2 separate regions of the Hordeum vulgare genome follow, and region 2 is linked to region 1. A link is a contact called in public Hi-C data. All regions are on one chromosome and are shown on one strand. The core of a region is the stretch at or near the end of the contact, and the rest is flanking DNA. Distances in the headings are between cores, read along the strand shown.

Region 1 (5,643 bases), core at 2,747-5,246:
AATGCACCGACCGAGGAGGCGGTGGAGGCGTGTGCGGCGGCAGCGAGTGCGTCGATGAAGGACGGTGCGGAGGCGGGTCTCCGGCAGCGGGTGCGACGGCATCTGCATGCCGCATCGGCTCGGCAAGGCCGGCGAGCAGCCATGGGTCAAGACCGACGGGGGCATGCGCGGCGGCGCCAAGCCTGATGGGGTTGCCCTGGGCAGCGTTCGCTACAGCGCGTTGGCCACCCGTGGCATGACAAGGGGCGAGGGAACTGCCCCGGGCAGTGCCACCAGCGGCACCTCGGTAACGTCCAGCGGCGCTCAGGCTGCGTCGAGCGGCAACACGACGGCGACAGGCAAGGAAACGACTTTGTGGGTTGTCCTCCCTCATGAGGCGGAGGAAAAAAGAGGTGAGGGGCGACATCTCACCGGCGGCGAGCACTTTTCCTCTTCTCTCCTTCTTTGTTGCTCTTTTGCTCGGAGTGCTGATAACGTGTTTTGAATCAATAATGATTGAGTTAAACTATCGATGATTACACGAGGCCATTTATACTCTATGGAGAGACACGACGTTTGGAAAGGCATCGGTTCCAAACAGACGAGTCTCCTGCAACCGCACGACGGTTGGGCAAGGGGAGATTTACCCCTAATTACAATGTGTAATTAATCTTAACAAGTTTCATGCCTGGAAGGTGGACCATGAAAGCTATATTCTTGGTACAATAACTTATGAAGAGATATAGAAAGCAAAAAAAATGCTTGCATATGGTGTTCATTGATTTGGAGAAGGACTATAATAAGATATCGCGGAATGTTATCTGATGGGCTCTGAAGAAACACAAAGTCCCAGTAATACATTACCCTCATCGAAAACATGTATGATAATACTATGACAAGTGTTCGAACAAGTGATGACGAGACTAATGACTTTCCGATTAAAATAGGATTGCATCAGGGGTTAGCTCTAAGCCCTTATCATTTTAACTTGATAATGGAGGAGGTCACAAGGAATATACAAGATATCCCATGATTTATGCTTTTTGAGAATGATGTGATGCTAGTCAATGATAGTTAGACATGGGTCAAGAGGATGTTGGTGTTATAAGACAAACAACCGATTAAAGCATCATCAAAAAACTAGCCATGGACACGGATGCGTGAAACTTGTTATCCACGTGCACTTGTTATCCACATGCCAGAATCATAAATTGGCCGTGATATCTTAAGGGTTTCACCTCCGCCTATCCCAACTTGTTTTAGACTAAAGTATTTGTTGTTATTGTTGTCTATATGAATATATAGACATCCGAATATACACATGCTATTGAATGTTCCTAAAAAGTATTTTCAGCAGCTATTGAAGGTTCCTAAAAAGTATTTTCAGCAGCAGGTAAAGCAGCCACGTAGAGGCAATCCGCAGGCTCATACTTCACGGTCAACTAAGCCTTCCTGTTGTGTTTAAATAAATAAATAAAAACTACTTCCTCCGTTCCTATAAATATAAGTCTTTTAAGAGTTTTTACTAGAAAACTACATACAGATATTCCTACAAAATATAAGTAATCTACGTACAGATATGTATAGACATATATCCTATAGATATAAGTCTTTAAAGAGTTTAACTAGAAATCTACATACGGATACATATATCCGAGGATAGATTCAGTCATTTTGCTAGGCTAGACGATAATTCAGTCATTTTGCTAGGCTAGATTCAATCATTTTGCTCCGAGGCCAAGGAGATACTTACAATCACTAGTAATAAATGCTCAGTATTTACGAAAATGGGATACCACACTAAATACCATTGGTATTACTTCGGATATCAATTACACATTAATTAGGTGATATACAACTCATATTATTTTGTTCTTGATTTTAAACGATTCTTAAGATCAAACAGTGCATTTACTCTGTTGCATGAGAATGACAGAATACAAAGACATAAGATTATAAAGATAACAAAGGCGGATTCCACAGCAAAATCTCTTTGATTCAACTAGCGAGTGAGTAAACGCTGAGGCATTGACCAAAACACAACCACACAAATTTCACGATTACCATTACAAAGCAAATCCCATGATTATCACAAAGTTTTCAAGATACTCAACATCTGATAGTTACTGACACAAGCATTGGAGAGTCGACTGACAACCATAGAGCAGAGCAAAAATACTGACGACCACATAGATATTAGCATACAGTGCGATTAGCACTTGACCTCTTTCAGCCCATGAGCGAAATAGAGGAAAGTTGGATCAGCAGCTCCCTCCCTGTAGTAGGCAAACACCACGCTGCCATCATCATGCATGCTCTCGCCCACAAAGCTGAAACAGGTCAATAGGAGCAGTTTTAGAAGTACCCTAAGTTGAATGGATAGATTATTACTACCTTCCCAAAATATAATTGCTTTTCGGTCAGTGATAAGCTCTATAGAATAAATTACCAGCATCTGGAATTATCATAATGTTAGAATAAAATATTAACGTGTCTGGACAGATCAATGATAATCAAGGGTGAGACATTGTTTTACATACACCAGTGCCTGCACTTTCGAGTAAGGCAAAGAGAGAACTTACAACTGAAGGTCCTTGAGCTTGCTAAGAAGATACTTCGTGGCAGACTCAACGTTCTTCTTGAAAGCATCTAGCTCCTCACCTTCAAGCTTGGCAGTGAGGTTCTTGATGTAGCGCTTGATGTAAGCAATAAACTGCTTCTTGTCAAAAGCAGGTTGCTCCTGCAAAAGGTAATTAACACTTAGCACAATCAACAAGTGCATACTCTGTGGAGGTCAATAGAGTCAATCAAAAAGAGGAAGCAACCTGAAGACGGAAGGTGTCAACAATGTCAACCACCTTCACGGCCTGGTCATCGACACCCTCATCCTCACCACCACCCTCAGCAGAGGGGTTGGCACCAATGTCCACATCAACTGCTCCTTGAACGACCCACTACAAGCATTCAAAACCATACAAGTCAAATAAACTAAAACATCTGCAAGATGTTGGCACAAATAGAAGTACATGTGAATTCTGCAACAGGTGCTTTAGATATGAACAGTTTATAATCATGTGTGTGAACAATCAACTTTTAGAGGTTGAAAGTTTACACAAGCAGATCCACCAGATCATCCAGTAGTAGTATTGACAGATATTCTAGGCGACATTCAACTAATGTGATGATATTGTTGAAATCTTTTTTTCTTGTGTAGAAAACCATACCGATCAATCCTAATATAAATATGCTTAATTTCATATAAGTGTCAAAGCTGCACAATATAACGAGACTATAATAGGTCATAAAAGCAGATACAAGCCTGGAAAGTGGATGGCTAATATGATATAACAGTCATCAATGTATCCCATGGCTAGGTGAGCACTGCTGATCCAGATCTGTGTGTTTTGAGACAAAATTGACGAGGTCGAATAAACTAACTAGCACGTTATCTACCACGATAATCTAAACATCCGCACAAAAAACATCTGAGAGTATACGCTTACATGGCCATCGACTTCCCAGAGCACACCGTTCTCCAGCTCCCTGTACGGGAAGGAATCCGACAGGAGTTCATCGCCTGTGACACATCAAACACAGCAGATTCAGTCAAATCCATCATAAGAACGCATGAACACACATAAAATAAAGTCCTAACCCCAGACCGCACGGAGATCTACCGATTAGCGAGCGGAGCCGGGTTACCAGTCCGTAAATCCTCATCAGCAACCGACAGCTAACATAGAATTACCAACCGACTCAACGAAGCGATCAGATCTAGCTAGTCCAAGGACGATTACCTCGAAGCAAGTTCAAAAGATCTAGCTAGTGGAAGCCCGATTCCCTCGAAACAAGTTTAAAAGAGGCGAAAAGTGGGGGAGGGGCGGGGGCACGAACCGGAAAGCTTGTCCTGGTACACGAGCATGATGCCGCCTCTTGAGATTTCTCCCCCGAAAAAAGAGAAAACCCTAAAGAGCGGAGGCGAGCAGGGGAGTAGCGGCGGACGGCGAGAGGGGGTGGGGCGGAGACGGCCTCCTCATATTTATAGCAGCCCCGGAATAGGTGGGCTCCTTTTTCGGCCGTCCGATCTGTGGGTATATTTCTGTTGAACGACCCAGATGTTTGATCTGGACATGATAAAAGTCCACAAAAGTGTTCGGTTCACTCCACGCCGTCTGATCCGTGTATCATGGCCGGATATTCTGGCACGGACGGCTTGGGTGCCTCTGCTGTGCACGACCACACCTGTTGACGGCTCGGAACCGCTAAGGACTTGCTCGTTTAGGGGTGTTTGTTTACACGGATTTTTTCGTAGAATTAAAAAGTCTTTTTTAGTCTCATCTAAACCAAACGGAAGGGATTTTTAAGGATTAAAAATGAGCATTTAGGATTAAATAAAGAAGTACCTAAGAGAGTCTTTTTATGGATTTTTTTTTCAACAGCGCCCTACTTTTAGCATGTTATTTAATAATTTCTAGTCCATTAACAGGGGTAACATGGTCCTTTAGCATGTCATTTAATAACATTTAGTCCATGTTTAGTCTTTGCAACCAAACAAGTAGGGACTACGAACTTTTTAGTTGGGACTAAAAAAAGTCCTAGGACTTTTTAAACAAATAGGACCTTACTCCCTCCCCCGCGAGGTTTTGGGCCCAACCCCCGTGGATTGACACGGATTACCCCCGCCAGGGTTACACCCCGGTCCATCTGTTAATGTGTGTTCGTTTAAGCCCGGCGTGGATCGATTCCTATTCGAAACCCCTTCATTCTTCGCAAAACAACACATGCGGGGAAAACATAATCTTCTCCTCACGTGTGAAACGAAACCCCGAGCGACCTGGAAGCAAACCTTTTGTGACATCCCTGGATTATGTAGAGTGGTCATTGTAATTAAGCTACATTGATGATCATGATTAATGCCTAATCATTTTGCTAAACAGTGCTTGATCAAATTTTAGATCGTTTCTCATTTCAAATTTCCGTTGAAATTCAAAATTCAATTAATAAGTGGAATAAATATTTTGTTAAACACGAAAACAAAAATCATGGTTAGATTGCAAATATTCACGTGATAATTATAAAATATGAAACCATATTTATCAAGCCCTCTTTTGTCTCAAAAATAATTAATAACTACGGTCAATTCATTATTAAATGCCTTTTAATTTTAATCATTTTCAAATAATGAATCTCAAATATTTTATGAGATTGTAATAAATTGCAAAAGCAATACTAGACCAAATGCCCTATTTTTAGAAGAGATTATTATTACAAAATAATTTAAACATAACATTTAAGAAAAACTAAAAGAAATTTAAAAAAGGAACCCCCACCCCCATTCGGGTTGCCCCGAGCCAGCCCAACTCAACCACCTAAACCGAACCGGCCCACCGGCCCATCATACCCCTTGGGGTATAAAAAGCCCCCCTATTTCCCCAAACCCTAAATCCCACCATTTCCCTCACTCTCTCCCCCTTAGCCCCCAGAACCACCACGGGCTCGAGCCCGACCCTGCCCCGACTCCCGGTCGGCGCCGGCGCCCTCCACCATCGGTCATCGCTGGATCCGGCCGCCCCCATCGCCGGCCGCCCTCCTCCACCTCGCCACCGCGTCGTTGACCCCTTCCCCGGGCCTGTGCAGCCACTACACCAGTGGTGAGCCACCGGG
Region 2 (5,938 bases), core at 639-3,138, 130 kb after region 1:
GTAGGTCCTTCACAAAACAACTCATTTTGATCACTTGAAAAATGAAAAATGATTTTTTCATACAAGAAAAATGAAAACTTCCTTAATCAATATTGTTTGCCATTCCGATATGCACCCTTGTGCATAATATTATATCATTTCAACAAACTATGTCATGAATGTGGCTATAAGATTGATCATTTGGCTTGAAAGTCATGAATCTTCACACATGATAGCTCATTTCTAAGAACACTTATTTAAAATAATTGTCGTATTACAAGTTTATTAATTTTCCTGGTAACTTTGTCACATATAATGACACAATGCAATGGTTTTCCATTTTTTTGAATTTGTTTTGAATTTTCCATGGCCATTTCAAAACGCGGTCAAAATAGCGGGTATGACCGTTCATACCTAGTGGTTGAATCTTGGAAATGTTTTGATGTTTCTATGATTAAATAGATACTTGTGTACCTATAAATTGTTTTTAGCAAAAATATAGAGCAAACTATAATGTAGATGCAGTTCAAGTTTGACCCGCTTTCAGCTGATTCAACGAAAATTTATCTTTTTTAGGAGAGATCGATAAAAGCCTTTAACACCCAACCATTTTGTCAATTATACATTAAATATGGCCTAGTATTTTAGAAAAATGATTTGGTCCAATTTTGAAACAAATATATGGTAGGTCCTTCACAAAAAAGTTCATTTTGGACACTTGAAAAATGGAAAATGATTTTTACATACCAGGAAAATGAAAACTTCCTTAATCAATATTGTTTGTTATTTCAATATGCATCCTTGTGCATAATATTATATCATTTCAACAAACTATGTCATTAATGTGGCCATAAGATTGATAATTTGGCTTGAAAGCCATGGATCTTGAAAGCCATGGATCTTGCAACAAATATATGGTAAGTTCTTCACAAAACAACTCATTTTGGGCCCTCGAAAAATGGAAAATGAATTTTTCGTTCAAAGAAAATGTATAGAAGTTGGTTATTATCCATAATATATGGTATAAATTGAATGAAAATTTTAGTGGCGACATTTTATAAAATATTATTGGTAGTTTCTTCATAAATCTCAATTATTTTTAGCACTTAGAGATTATTTTATGGTAAACATTTTCCGCCCGTGCGCTGGCCGAACGTATACAAGTGTTACAAACGTCACTCAAAATTGCTGCAACGGCTATTTAAAAAAGCTTCAACCGTTGATTAAAAAGCTGCAATCATACATATAAAAAGTTGTAAGGCAAATCATACTTTTTTCTCGTTGAAGTATTTGGTTGAAGCTTTTTTCTTAACGGTTGAAGCTTTTCTATACACGGTTGAAACTTTTGAGGAGTGACCACGCGAGATGCTGCAGTCGGAGCAGCATTTGAAATTTTTTTCATACACGGTTGAAGCTTTTTCTGTCAACGTTTGCAACTTTCCCTCGTTGAAGTTTTTGGTTGAAGCCGTTTTTATTAACGGTTGAAGCTTTTTATACACACGGTTGAAACTTTTTTTCCATCGTTTGCAACACAGGGGGGTGAGATGCGACCGAACGAGGTGAAGGCCGACGAGGTGAAGACCGACGTGCTGCATCCATGATGCTTCGACGGGCGGCCGAGGCGGCGACCGACGGTGAGGGCGACCATCGGTGAGGAGGCGAGGCGAGGCGGTCGGTCAGGGGGCCCCTAATCTGACGGCTGATGTGCGACCGGCGCAAGCCCTCGGGCCGGCGCGCCGGCGCCTAGCACTGCCCTTATTTTAAATGACACATGTCTCGAACAATCAGAATAAAGTCCATGGACCACCCTATTGAAAACGATCTGAGCTGTCCAAGTCGTACAGATCCAACGGCCCACACCCCCTCACCCTCTCACCCACCCAGCTCCTCTCTGTCCCCCACGCAGCGAACCCTATCAAACACCCCTCCTCCCTCGTCCCCATCTCCTCAGCCGCCGCCGCAACCTCCTCCCCGCCCCCCTCCCGATCCCCACCTCCTCACTACCACACCCCATTCCAATCCCCACATCATAATCATCCTAACCTAGCTCCCGGCGATTCCCTCTGCCCTGATCCCCACCTACGCAGATGTCGTCGGAGCCGCCGCCCGCGGAGCCCTCCGAGGCCGTGGAGGCTGCCAGGCCGTCGGCATCCTCGAGGACCACCGCCTCATCACCTCCGCCACATCCATGGTACTCCCGATCGATCCTGACCGAAATCCCTCTTTTTCTTTCTTTGTCCCGACTCCAGAGATGGATGGATCCTCACGCGTCCGTGCTTTCTCTGATCCGATCTGTTCGGCGCAGTGCACGGTGGCGTCCGGGCGTCCGAAGCGGCTCTGGGAGGGCTTGCTAATGCTGGTCCGCGGCCTCGACTCCGTCGCCGCGTCGCTCGCGCAGCTCTCTGACACCCTCACCGCCGCCCACAAGGCAACGATGGATTCCACCGGCGGTTCCTTCCTTCCCTCGCACAGTTAGGTGGCCGTTCCACCCGCCTAAATCTACCGATCCACGAGGCGAGGAGGATCATGATGCCGCCAGGGGGAAGCGAGCATGGCCGCACGGGAGAGGAGCAGAACCAGAACCACCTGCCGGCGATCCGCCGCCGCGACGAGTCCCATCCCGCATCGCTGTTCCCCGCCGTAGCTTCTCAGGTCTGCTCCATACCTCTTCCCCGAACCAATCTTTCTTCGGTCCATGGAACGGAATCGACCGGGAGCCTAATCAGTCTTTCTTTCTTGGGTCCGCTCGTAGAAGCAGAGGAAGAAGAGGAAGCCAGCGTCGGCGGCAGCGGAGAGCGTCTCCGAGGGCCCCCTCGTCGAGATCCTGGCGCGGCTGCCCTACCGGTCGCTCTGCCGCTTCCAGTGCGTCTCCAAGCAGTGGCGCCAGCTCTGCTCCGACACCATCAAAACCATCAAGAGGGCACCGCAGACCCTCGCCGGATTCTTCCATAACCGCCTGGCCGACAACCTCTGCTTCAGCAATCTGTCCGGGGGGCGCCCGTTGGTCGATGCTTCTCTCCCTTTCCTGCGCGGGAGATACCATAGATTCAAGCTCCAGCAATGCTCCACCAGCCTCCTCCTCTGCAAATGCTGGGGATAGTTGTCGGAAAACGACGAATTCGATTTCGTCGTGTGCAATCCGATGACCGAGCAATCGGCCACTGGCCTCACCAAAGCGGTCTAACTCTTTTGACCGCATGCCATTGCCATGTCTTGGACTCTCTCTGCATGCGATTGCACGACGATTGTTGCTTGGCTTTGGCCGCTTCTGCTCCTGCCAAAACTTTCCAGGCTTAGTCAGTTAGAGTCTCAGCTGGTGCGTGTGGCATGGGCAGTGGTCAGTTAGGTTCTCAGTCTTATTGTTTTCTTTCTCTCACACAGTTAGGTTCTCAGTCTTATTGTTTTCTCAGTCTTATTGTTTTATTTCTCTTGGCGATGTCTCATTCTGAAGAAGCTGGAAAGAATGACTCCCTCTATGTTGTGGTATTACGTTTCATCTAGATGCGCTGCAATCACATGCTTTGTCTCAAGCTTAGTACTAGCTATAGTGCAAAGCATTTTTTTTTCTTCAAGACTGGACCGAATATGGACTGCAAATGTTTCCTTTCTATATATATGAGCAGATGCAGGAACTTGGTTCATCTTTTCAAGACTGGAGTCGTTAGCATTGTGACCTACTTTATTGCTCAACTCTGCCAAATATTATCTGCGAAATTAAATTAATATAATGGTTATGATGCATGCAGCTCACTTAGATGTCAGTCTGAATCTTGTTCACTTTGCTCTTCTTCTCACCCACCGTTTTCGGTTCTAAATTTGGTTGATACTTGTAATCTGCCTTTGCTGCAATTTTCCTGGTTCAAATTTTTTCTCTGAAGAGGAAGTAGGAAATGGTGATTTTGTCGCTTAGCATCTGTACCAGATGTTGCTGTGAGCAACTGATGTCTGTGCAATTCATATACATGCTGTCCACAGTATCCCTTCATTCATCTAATCCGTCCCACGTCGGTCGTATGGACGTTTCTAATCTGCTGCCTTCCCCAAATAGTACTACTGACATATTAACAGCATGTTCATTCGCACAGATTGTTAACTCAGCCCCTGCTGTGTGATCTTATTGATGTCATCTTTAATCATCGTGGGGCCAGTAATCTCGCATGTATTATTTTCAAAAAATGCTTCATCAACAAACTCATGAAATCTTTGTCTCTCATTGTATTTTTCATCTGTTGGATTGCACCCCGTCTTTATAGATAGATAACATCATGTTATCATATGCGATAGAAAATCTTGACTCTGTCCGTGCGGGGCTGGCTGCAGGCTCATCGAGAACGACGTGTTCAAGCAGGACTGGCGGGCGCAGGGTCGGGGCCACATCATGCGCTACTTCGTGCTCAAGTGGGCGCTCTGCTTCCTCGTCGGCGCCCTCACCACCGCTGTTGCTTCATTGCCAACCTCGGCGTCGAGAATGTCGCCGGCGCCAAGTTTGTCGTCACCTCCAACCGCATGTTCGCGCGCAGGTAACCGACAGCGTCCACTGTATCTCTGCTGGACTGAACTGGACTGAACTGACTGCGATTTAGTAGGTGTGAATATTGACTTGACTTGCATCTGCTGGAGGCGTGAATTAATTTTACCTGATGTGTGCAATACATGTTACTTATTGCAATGTAGCCTAGATATTCATCTGTTTAAAGGAGATGCAAGTTTCACCAAATTCTTGACTAATCCAACAATAAACAAGTATTTATGTTGCTGTGTTGCTGTCCTTTCATGCTAGATAGTGATGCAAATTACTGCTGCTGGTTCTTTCATGCTAGATAGTGATGTGAAATTACTGCTGCTGTTCTTTCATGCTAGATAGTGATGTCAAATTACTGCTGCTGTCCTTTTCATGTTAGATAGTGATGACAAATTACTGATGTGTTGTTGTTATTGCTGTTATTGTTGTTGTTGCTACTGCTCACCTATATCTAGACATCATCAAAATTTATAACATCAAAGTAACGCTCTTGTTGCTATGCACCCTAGGATTGCATTTTTAAACATTCAGTACAATGCAGCTGTACTCCTGAACCGATTGATATGTAACATTTCCATTAGCCCATGGATATCATGTCCTTTTCTTTTTTGCTTGTGATTCTGTTTGGTTAATATAACCAGCTATTGTATCGAGTATGCTTTTATAGAAGCATACCCCACTAACTGCCAACCGTAATTTGTTTTTGAAGCACCAACCGTAATTTGTCCATATAGTAGCTTCCACCACTACACAATGTAGACAACTTAAGCTTTCTTTTCTTTGTTCTTTGTGCCTAAAATAGCTTTCTGAGATAGTCAACGATGATATTTTCTATACTAACTTTTGCTGGATTATAGCCGGTAATTAGGTGTCCAGTTTGTGCTGCACTCGTAGGATTATGTCTTATTGTAATCTAGTAGATGGATTTATGGGAACTGTTTTGACTTTTGTTAAGTGATGTAGTACTAATGCTATAAAACCTTTATCTAAAAAAATAATGCTATAGAACAACCCAAGCTGCTTCAAGAGCATGTAGTTTTCTCGTTGACAGAAGTGGCATGCCTGCTTATTTTAATTGCAACTTGCCATGTTGTAGTATCTATCTCATGAGATTGCAGCTTAGTTACCAACCGTTGACAACAAAAGTTAGATGTTATTAATATTTAAATGTAGATACAATATTTGGATCCATCGTTGTCTAATGTTTGATGTTGTGTACATCTTATTCTTATTTTTCCCACAGGTGAAGTACAAAGCCAAGTGTGAATCTATGAAGCGTATTAACAAAGAGTAGCATATGTATTATAATAGTAGGCAGCAGTAGGCATATCTGGGTTGTGGTGTAGTGTAAAGATTGTAATAGACAAATTTAATGTTGGTTTGGAGGAATTTCATTTGCTCTCTAGCCTGTTTGAAATATTGACTGCGAATGTGATT

Evidence for each region. A called contact is a pair of places that touch in the nucleus more often than the background predicts.
Region 2: a Hi-C map of seedling shows a contact between it and region 1, with 2.7 times the contacts expected there. The contact joins the promoter of LOC123448409 here to the promoter of LOC123448408 in region 1. A contact is called at or near these places in 1 of 6 Hi-C or Micro-C datasets (seedling) and 1 of 1 datasets of contacts at active chromatin or transcription factors (embryo).

The regions. Positions count from the first base shown.
Region 1 is chr4H:213,770,679-213,776,321 of MorexV3_pseudomolecules_assembly, forward strand. It overlaps LOC123448408 (translationally-controlled tumor protein homolog), which reads right to left and starts at 3,997. Exons shown (of 5, transcript XM_045125264.1): 1 at 3,874-3,997; 2 at 3,483-3,556; 3 at 2,805-2,933; 4 at 2,562-2,719; 5 at 1,955-2,309. The coding sequence starts at 3,901. The coding sequence ends at 2,192.
Region 2 is chr4H:213,905,908-213,911,845 of MorexV3_pseudomolecules_assembly, forward strand. It overlaps LOC123448409, which reads left to right and starts at 1,889. Exons shown (of 5, transcript XM_045125267.1): 1 at 1,889-2,170; 2 at 2,285-2,631; 3 at 2,732-3,295; 4 at 4,300-4,499; 5 at 5,745-5,938. The coding sequence starts at 2,506. The coding sequence ends at 3,079.